Linked DNA regions of Ovis aries: region 2 is linked to region 1. The links are chromatin contacts, called in public Hi-C maps. All regions are on one chromosome and are shown on one strand. The core of a region is the stretch at or near the end of the contact, and the rest is flanking DNA. Distances in the headings are between cores, read along the strand shown.

Region 1 (4,648 bases), core at 650-3,149:
GGATTCGATATATATATATATACAGATATATTTTGTCACAGATTTTTGCTGCTATATTTCAGCATCATGATCACACCCAGGAAAAGTAACCACATTGCATGATTACTGGAAAATCAATCATTTCTGACAAGAGTGGTTAAGGAAGACTCTGAGGAGTAAGTGGGCCTAAGCTAGTTCTGGAGACAGACAGGTTTTTCCTGCAGACCGAGGGAAGGCAGAGAGCGCCCCGGTGGGGGAGCAGCTGCAGTGGAGGCAGAGGCAGCCCCTCCCCCACCCCATCAGCCCCTCAGGCGCCCTGGCTGTAAACCAGGGGACTTTTCTATTTTGCCTTCCCATACTAGCCTGACCCCAGAATCTCTCCAGCCAAAGGCCTTTATGAGGTCTTTGGAAAAGGAAAACCAAATTCACTCTGAGCTGCTAAATGATTCATTTCGCTGTCTCCTCAGAGACAAACGTATATTTGATATTTAGAAAAAGACTGGAGCTGAAGGAACACAGCTGTGGTTATCAGTGGAATTTCAGGCATCTGGGAATCAGCGTGGTGCCTTGTTATCTTTTCCCCCAAGGAGGTGAATATTTGTTCCTGAAATCCTAAAATGATGGTGTGGGTGCAAGGACCAAGGTGGAAGCCTTGGCTTCAGTGGTGGTGGCGGCGGTGGGTCGGGGGAGGCAGGGGGTGTATAGAGCTTCCTCCTGATTTCCAGTCTGAGGGTTGGTTTTAGAGGAGGTGAAGGAAGGGAAAAGCAGGGAGAAAGATGGAATAAAGGAGGAGGAGGGGGCGGGGGAGTGTGGAAGAGAGGAGGAGGGGAGGACGGGGAGGGGAGAGGGGAGGGAGGGAGCCAGATCAGACAAAGAGGAGAAGAGAGGGGGGAAAGGAAAGGGAGAGACGCTGATAGAAGATAGTTGAAGTTTCCAGACTAAACACAGGCTGATTAAAAACTATCAACTCACCTCCCTTCCCCTCTGTGAAAAACTGTCTCAATATGTGCTTCATGTGTATTTATCCACAGTAAAAAATCGTAAGGCGCTCTTCACCTATCAGGTAGAAAAGAGATACAAAAGTTTCTCCTCCCTCCTCAAACCATTTGAAAGCTAATGATTAATAATACTTTACATTTATTTAGCAATTAACACTTAACTCAGCCTATTCAACTGCATTTTTTCATGTGAGCCCTAGGAGCACCTGAGAGCTCATGTTATCACCTCTGTTTCAGAGAAGAGAAATTGGAGGACCACACAGCTGAGGCCACATGGCTGATGGGTAGCTCTTCAGGGACATGGGCCCACCTCCAGTGTTTTCTAATCTCTTTTCTGAATCAAAGCTTCTCCCTTGAATTTGACTGGTTGGAAACACAGAGATCATGTTTTTAAATATGGATGGCCCAGAGCTAGGTAGCAGAACTAATCTGAGTAGACACATTAAGATATACAATTATCTGGGATTTCCCTGGTGGTCCAGTGGCTAAGATTCTGTGCTCGCAATGCAGGGGACCAGAGTTCAAAATCTGGGTAGGGAACTAGGTCCCACGTGCCACACCTAGGAGCTCACATGCCACAGCCAAACATCCTGCAAATTAAGATAGAAGATTGTGCTGCAACCAAGACCTGGCACAGCCAAATAAATAAATATATTTTTTAAAGATACAGTTATCTTGCTAGCTGAGATTCTGAGGCAAAAACAAGATGAAATTTAATAGCAACAATTGTTAAAAGTTATAGCCAGGCAGAAGTACAGGGTTGGGAAAGACCTGGAGGACCTGGGGGGTTACAAGATTTATACCGACCAGTAGTATGATATAATTGCTGAAAAATCCCAATGAGCTTGGGCTGCATTAAAAGAGGTTTAATGTCCTAAGGCATAACTGCTTCATTGTTTTCTATCCTAGACAAAGGAGCACATCCAGACATCTGTGTTCAGTTCTAGAAGCTGCACATGGGAGGGATGCTCACAACAAAGCTGGCATCCAGGGTTGTAACTGGGAGATGATGGGATCTAAAAAACTTGTCATATGAGGAATAGTTGACAATTATCGATGAAAAGTTGGCAGGATGGAACTTATTGAGTGTTGTTCCAGAGAGCAGAATTAGGTCCAGATGGTGTAATGGATTCAACCATAAAAGGATAAACTGGGAGATCTCCAACACCTCTTTCCAGTTCTGAAATGATATGATTCTCTGACAAAGGATTTATTCCATTTGGCTATATATATATATATATATATATATATATATATATATATCTTTTGTTGTTGTTGTTTGTTTTTTAAATTGAAGTATAGTTGGCTTCCCAAGTGGCTCAGTGGTGAAGAATCTGCCTGCCAAGCAGGAGGGTTTGATCCCTGGGTTGGGAAGATCCCCTGGAGAAGAAAATGGCAACCCACTCCAGTATTCTTGCCTGTGAAATCCCACGGACAGAGAAGTCTGGCAGGCTTCCCCATGGAGTCACAAAGAGTCGGACACGATTGAGTGACTAAACCACCACCACCACCAGAGTTGAATTTCTATGTTGTGTTCATCACTGCTATACAGCAAAATGACTCAGCTGGCTCAGATGGTAAAGCATCTGTCTACAATGCGGGAGACCTGGGTTCGATCCCTAGGTCGGGAAGATTCCCTGGAGAAGGAAATGGCAACTCACTCCAGTACTCTTGCCTAGAAAATCTCATGGACAGAGAAGCCTGGTGCAGGCTACTGCCCATGGGGTCGCAAAGAGTCGGACACGACTAAGCGACTTCACTTTCACTTTTCACTTTCTTTCATACACATATACATTTTTTTCATATTTTTACCATTATGGTTTATCACAGGATATTGAATATAGTTCCCTGTGCTATAGAGTAGGACCATATTGTTTATCCATACTTTGGCTTAATATGCTGATAGACATTCTAACAGTTAATTCCTGCCTGATCGGAGAACAAGCTGTTATCATTTAATGAATTTTCCATTCCTGGAGTCACTTGAGTGGGGGTGTATCAGGAGCTATGAAAGGAATTCTTCTATGTGGATGTTAAACCCAATATTTCATGTTTTTCCTAACATTCTATGAATATTTATCCAGCACTTGGTATAGTCAAGACATGGTCCTAATATACAAAGTGTAAGATACAGAGGTATACTATTCGCTGTCAGTATATTTTGTCATCATCAATCAGCTCTTACACAATTTATACAAATAATCTAATTTTGTTCCATTGTATATTATTTTTAAAGATCATCATTGAAGGGCTAATTGATAGAATTAAAAAGAACTGGCCCCATGCAACTAGTTGTGGACATTTTAATCCACAAGGGGGCAGAATTTACTTAGGATTAGCTATGCCTCATTAGTAAAATGGATTATTAACATTGATAAAGAATTATAGATTACCTTGGATTTAAGTACTTTGCTGCCATTTGTGGTTATATGCTAAATTTCAAACTGTATGCATTTAGTTTCCAGGGCTCATGGGGAAAAAAATCCATTAAAGAAATAGAAACACTTTTTAAAATAACTTAAGGTCACTGGTTTAACTTTTGTCAGCTGCAATGGATGTTTATTTTGTCTGAGACCAAAAAATCTTATTTTCATTGCAGAATTTGTTATGAAACGAATTGATTACTCAGGTGTTGTAAAGTGTCATCTGCAGAGAGTCGATAAAGAAAGGTAGGGACTTCCTTGGTGGTCCAGTGGTTAAGACTCCGAGCTTCCAGAGCAGGATGCCCAGGTTCTATCCCTGATCAGGGAACTAGATCCCACAAGCTGCAACTGAGTGTTCACATGCTGTAACTAAAGATCCTGCCTGCTGCAATAAAGATCAAAGATTCCAAGTGCTGCAACTAAGACCTGGTACAGCTAAATAAATAAATAGATGGCATCACCGACTCAATGCACATGAGTTTGCACAAACTCAGGGAGATAGTGGATGACAGGGAAGCCTGGCGTGCTGCAGTCCATGGGGTTACAAAGAGCTGAACGTGATTGAGTGACTGAAAAACAACAAAAAAAGAAAGGCAAAGAGTGAAGGAATAAATATTCATTCAAGGTATTTTAGAGGGGAGGAATTAGCAGAAGACCTCTTAGGGTCCTTTTAATCTTGATGTTTAGCTTTTGTTCTAGGCCAGTAATTTACTGAATTACAAAACCCTGGAATGGGCTAGTTCTGTGCAATGTAGAATCTCAAACTTGAGAAGGCCCAGAAGGTCATTTTGGTTATTATCTTACCTGCAGGTAAATTTCATATTTAAAACTAATCTGCTAAAACATATCAACTTGTTCATAGTCTCTTATTATCACTAAATCTGAAACCACAGCAAAACTGCTGCACAATCTTGACAGGTTTGTTAGTGTGTGTGTGTATGCCTAGCTGTGTCTGACTCTTTGCGACCCCATGGAGTGTAGCTCACCAGGCAAGAATCCTGCAGTGGGTTGCCATTTCCTTCTCCAGGGCATTTTCCCAACCCAGGGATTGAACCTTTGTCTCCTGCATTGGCAGGTGGATTCTTTATTACTAGCGCCACCTGGGAAGCCCACTATAGTTTTAAAATATATTGAGTGACAAATTTGTACTATAATTTTGTTGGTTTCTTGGCTCTTCTGTCTGTCCCTAGAGAGGGTGATGGAGGGTGAAACAGATCAAGTTCAGGACGGTCATCTTCTCTTTGTCAT
Region 2 (4,648 bases), core at 631-3,130, 150 kb after region 1:
AGTAAAAAATAAAACTGATTTGGTCTCTGCCTTCTCTGGGTCCAACAGGTATTTTCACAATAGCACAGGAGATGCTTGTTTGGGGAAGGTGGTGAGTGAGGCAGCCACCTTCTTATAATACTGCAAGATTCTAAGTTACTGTGATGACTGATTCTTGAATGTAGACAATTGTGTTTATTTTGACCTAATGTGGGTAGAGCAAAAAAAATGTGTTGTCCTCTGATTCTTTCATTCTTTCAGATCCCTGGTCCCACTGATACCTAGATGTAGACCCCATCAATGCATAGGTGGCAACGCCTCCTTCATCTTCAGGTCCACAGTCTACACCCCAGGCCAGGAAGAAAATGAGAGGGCTCAGTGTATCCCAGACTATTTACACAACTGATTTTTATTTCCTTCTCAAGGTGCTTCTCAGCCTTGCTATATATTTGGCCTTTCTGAGCATCAGTTTTCCCCATCTGTAAAATGGACATAAGTATGTTTGCTTTGCTGGATGATAGTAAGAAATTAACCTAATTGTGGAAATAAATGAAGATTGTCCAAATGAGAACCAACAGAGCTTGCTACAGCGGGGGAGCCAGAAACCATCAGTGAGTTTGCAGAGATGCAGAAGCGGACAGAGAGTGGGAAACTTTACAATTAAGAAAGGGGAAGACGTCCTGTGTGCTCTGGGTTGGAGGTTGTTGCCAGGGGGAAGCTAGAGGTGGGCTGACTAGAATCAGGGAGCATCTGATGTGACTGGTTCAAGGAGTATATTTGGCTTTTTTGGCTTAGTTCTGTTAGGGGAAGCACGCTGATTGAAAATGCCCACTCTGGCCAGGCACCATAGGAACTATTTGCATGAGTTGTTTTTCAACAGGAGGTCCTGGTAAGGAACAGGGAGCTAATAAGCCTCCACCAACCAGAAGAGTTCGGGAAAGGTCAAAAGGAGACACCACCTGTCTGACCACCTCCCAGAATCCTTCTCTCTGGCACCTATCTTGGCTGAACAAGGCGTGCACCACCAGGAAGGACTCTGAGTCAGAATGATTGGCTGAAGACAACCCGGAAACTAATCCCATCACCGTAAAACCCGAGACTGGGAGCCATGCGGCAGAGCGGTTCTTCTGGGTTCCCTTACCCTCCTGCTCTCCACCCGGGTGCCCTTTCCCAATAAAATCTCTTGCTTTGTCAGCACATGTGTCTCCTCGGACAATTCATTTCCAAGCGTTAGACAAGAGCTCAGTTTCGGGCCCTGGAAGGGGCCCCCCTTCCTGCAACAGTTCTGCGTTGGAAGCAGAGGCAAAAGTCAGGGAAGCTGGCAGTCAGCGACCGAATCCGGACCACTCTGGTGCATTACTGCAGAGGCTACGATTTGGCTTCCGGTGCCAGTTGCTCGCTGTGGGTAGGAATTCTGCTGTCACATGTAGTCTGGCCACTGGCCGATATATTCAGTCTTTTGTGATGCATTAAGGCTTGTCACATGGTGAACAACATGCAGATATCCAGTGAATGGCGATCATTAGTATCACAGTTCGCCTGGGCCCGAGGTGACTCTAAAGCAGTAACTGAGCTGGACGTCAGCGTCCCCGGCAGCTGTTCTCTCTCTGTACCAATCAGGGTCAGATCGGGAAAGTAGGAACTGTACTGCCTATTTTACCGAAGATAGTTCAACATGGTAAATGGCTTACAGGAAGAGGAAGACAGGGGAAGTTAAAGGAGGACAATGAGGTAATACAGACAGAGCTACTGCAGGAAACTGCTACCCTTCCGGCTGCAGGAACAATTAGAGACAGAAGCCCGGAGGATGGGCTTCTCGGAGCAGAGCCCAGACCTCCCACGAGGGCCGTGCTGCCCCCGTTACCAGGTCCAAGCTCACTCTGCTTGCCGCATGGCAGGCCAATGAATCCGAGAGACGAGGGACTGAGCCAAGGAAGAGACGCTAATCAGGGAGCTGGCTGATCGACAAGATGGCAGGCTGGTGCCTCAAAATATCCATCTTATAGGGTCTGGATGCCAGGTTCTTTCATAGACCAGAGATGGGGGGAGGTGAGGAAGCAAAGTAAAAAGGCCATTAATCTTGCAAACATCTAGAATGGCGAGCTTCAGGCAGGGTGTGTGTTAATTTCTTCCTTCCTGCCATCCATAGGTGGACCAGTCCTGAACAAAGGCTCTTTAGTTTAACAGTCAGGCAGAGGGGCAGGATTCTCTGAGGCAGGCCATTCTGATAACAAAGGCAGCGAAAAACAAAGCAAAGAAACAGTTCCAACAGGGAGTCTAAAACTGGCTTCTCTGCTGGCGTTGGCAGCTCAGAAGCCCCCGGGAGGGGCCGAAGGAAGGGGACCCAGATGGTCAAGCAGCTGACTGGTGCAGGCATGCCGGAGGGGTCACCATGAGCCTGGTTCAGGGAGACTGGAAGATCCCTGGAAGATGGAGCCAGTTGTTTCTTGTGAGAAAATATCTCCTGCCATATTAATAAACAAGAAATGTCACAGCCATCAGTGATTTCTGGCCCCCAGATATGAATGCTGGCTTCCCAACCTGCTATCTGGCAAATGCTACCACCCACTACAGTGATTGCTGAGGAGCTGGGGGATTGCAAGAAGGTGAACAAGGAAACGGCATTGGCTCCAGATAGCTGGGGTTGCACAGAGTCGGACAGGACTGAAGCGACTTAGCAGCAGCAGCAGCTGAGGTGCATATGAAAGGAGTGAATTCAGTTATCCCAGAAGCTCACATCTTCCCATACGTGGAATACTATATTCCTTAACTTGATACTTGATCTTTGATGTTCAGACCACCTTCTCCCTTTGTTGCAAACTTGTTGCAAGCCTGACTTCCCCACTGCCTCCTTGGAGTGATTTTCTCAGAGCTACCGAGATGCTGTCTCCCGGGCTGAGTCCTAAGCAGTCCCACCAAATAAAATAACTCTCTACTTTCAGGTTGGGACTCCGTATTTTAGTCGACATTCTGAAATCAACTATGGCTGCGGGGTGAAGAAGCATGGTTGCAGTGACATTGGTGAGCCAACCAGAAGGAGCTTGAGGGCATCCTCTGTCCCTCTCCTCCTTCTCATTCCTGAGCCAAGAACTTTCCATTCTGTTCCTTAACAGAGTCAGGAGAGGAGTGGGTATGGGAGTTAGAGTCCAAATGAGGTGTTTCCAGTCTACAAAGTTAGACTCTTCCCTGAGATTATTGGGATGCAGACCTGGCCGGTTCTTTAGGGAAGGCTGGGCTCTGGTTACACTGTTATCCAGGGGCAATTACCAAAAACAGTACCAGACATGATGAACGTCAAAATGAGTCAAATATGGTCCCTTCCCTAGAGGAGTTCATATATTGGTACATATACCAATCAGTATAACCTAATGTGAACATAAATTTTAAGTTGATGGTCTCATGAAATAACTAATGCCTAGCTCTGTCTATGAAGGTTTCAGAAGATGTTCCAGGGGAGGTGGCATTTGACTTGAGCCATGGAACAGAAGTTGGCCAGGAGGGTGAAGGAGGGAGAGGATAGTCCAGACAGAGGCCAGCACCTGTGGATGGCGTGGAGGTAGGCACACAAGAGCACCCGTTTGGAGATCTGTGAGGAGGTGTGTAAGGCTGGGGCAGAGGGCTGAAGACAGGGCAGGGAGGATGGAGCTCGGGGATGATGAGCCTGCATCATCCGGCTTCCAAAGGGCCTGAGATGACCCTAGAGAGATGAGGGACATGGGCGGGGAGGGACATGACCCAGCCCACAGTTACATAGATCATTCTAGCAGCTGTGTGGAGAGTAGATAGGGAAAGGGATCTGGTGAGATTTCAGGCAGAAAAGCTACTTACAGGCTGTGTTATAATACTCATTGGTGGCTTTCAAGATGCATAACAGACCTTCTAGATCCCTCCCAAGCCCAAGGCTGATTCAAAGCAGTGAACATAAAGAAACAGAAGCGGGAGGATTGTGCCTAAGCTTTTCAGATAACTCCTGCCCGGCAGAGGCACCTTGTTAGACATGCCAAGACCACACTGCAAGGATTGAGGCATCCAGGGGACTGAGTGGGAGTGGTGGAGGGAAGCCAGGCCGGGCAGAAGGAGGCTGCACATTCTGGATGCACTAGGTCATCAGTGCATCTGGCTGGACACCACTCCTGAGTTGACTGATAGCGGGTACAGACTTTGAAGCAGAGCAATGATTTGATCTTGAACTTCTTGATGAAGGTGAAAGACGAGAGTTAAAAGGCTGATTTGAAACTCAACATTAAGCAAACTAAGATCATGGCATCAGGTCCCATCATTTCATGGCAAATAGATGAGGAAAAAGTGGAAGCAGTGACAGATTTCATTTTCTTGGGCTCCAAAATCACTGTGGATGGTGACTGCAACCACGAAATTAAAAGATGCTTGCTCCTTGGAAGGAAAGCCATGATCAACTAAGACAGTGTATTCAAAAGCAGAGGCATCACTTTGTCAACAAAAGTTAGTATAGTCAAAGCAGTGGTTTTTCCAGCAGTCATGTGCAGATGAGAGAGTTGGATCATAAAGAAGGCTGAGCACTGAAGAACTGATACTTTCGAAATGTGGTGCTGGAGAAGTCTCTTGAGAGTCCCTTGGACTGTAAAGAGATCAAACCAGTCAATCCTAAAGGAAATCAACCTTGAATATTCACTGGAAGGACTGATGCTGA

What was found. A called contact is a pair of places that touch in the nucleus more often than the background predicts.
Region 2: a Hi-C map of hypothalamus shows a contact between it and region 1, with 8 times the contacts expected there. The contact joins two enhancer-like sites. A contact is called at or near these places in 13 of 16 Hi-C or Micro-C datasets (blood, hypothalamus, liver and 7 more).

Annotation. Positions count from the first base shown.
Region 1 is chr15:33,459,177-33,463,824 of ARS-UI_Ramb_v3.0, forward strand. All of the region lies in intron 1 of CLMP (CXADR like membrane protein), which reads right to left. Among named protein-coding and RNA genes, the nearest start is that of HSPA8, 37 kb to the left of the region's middle. Within about 2 kb of position 1,900, at least 9 of the 54 cell types and tissues checked have an H3K27ac peak or open chromatin away from gene starts, as enhancers often do.
Region 2 is chr15:33,608,046-33,612,693 of ARS-UI_Ramb_v3.0, forward strand. No RefSeq gene overlaps it. Among named protein-coding and RNA genes, the nearest start is that of CLMP, 76 kb to the left of the region's middle. Within about 2 kb of position 1,881, at least 3 of the 54 cell types and tissues checked have an H3K27ac peak or open chromatin away from gene starts, as enhancers often do.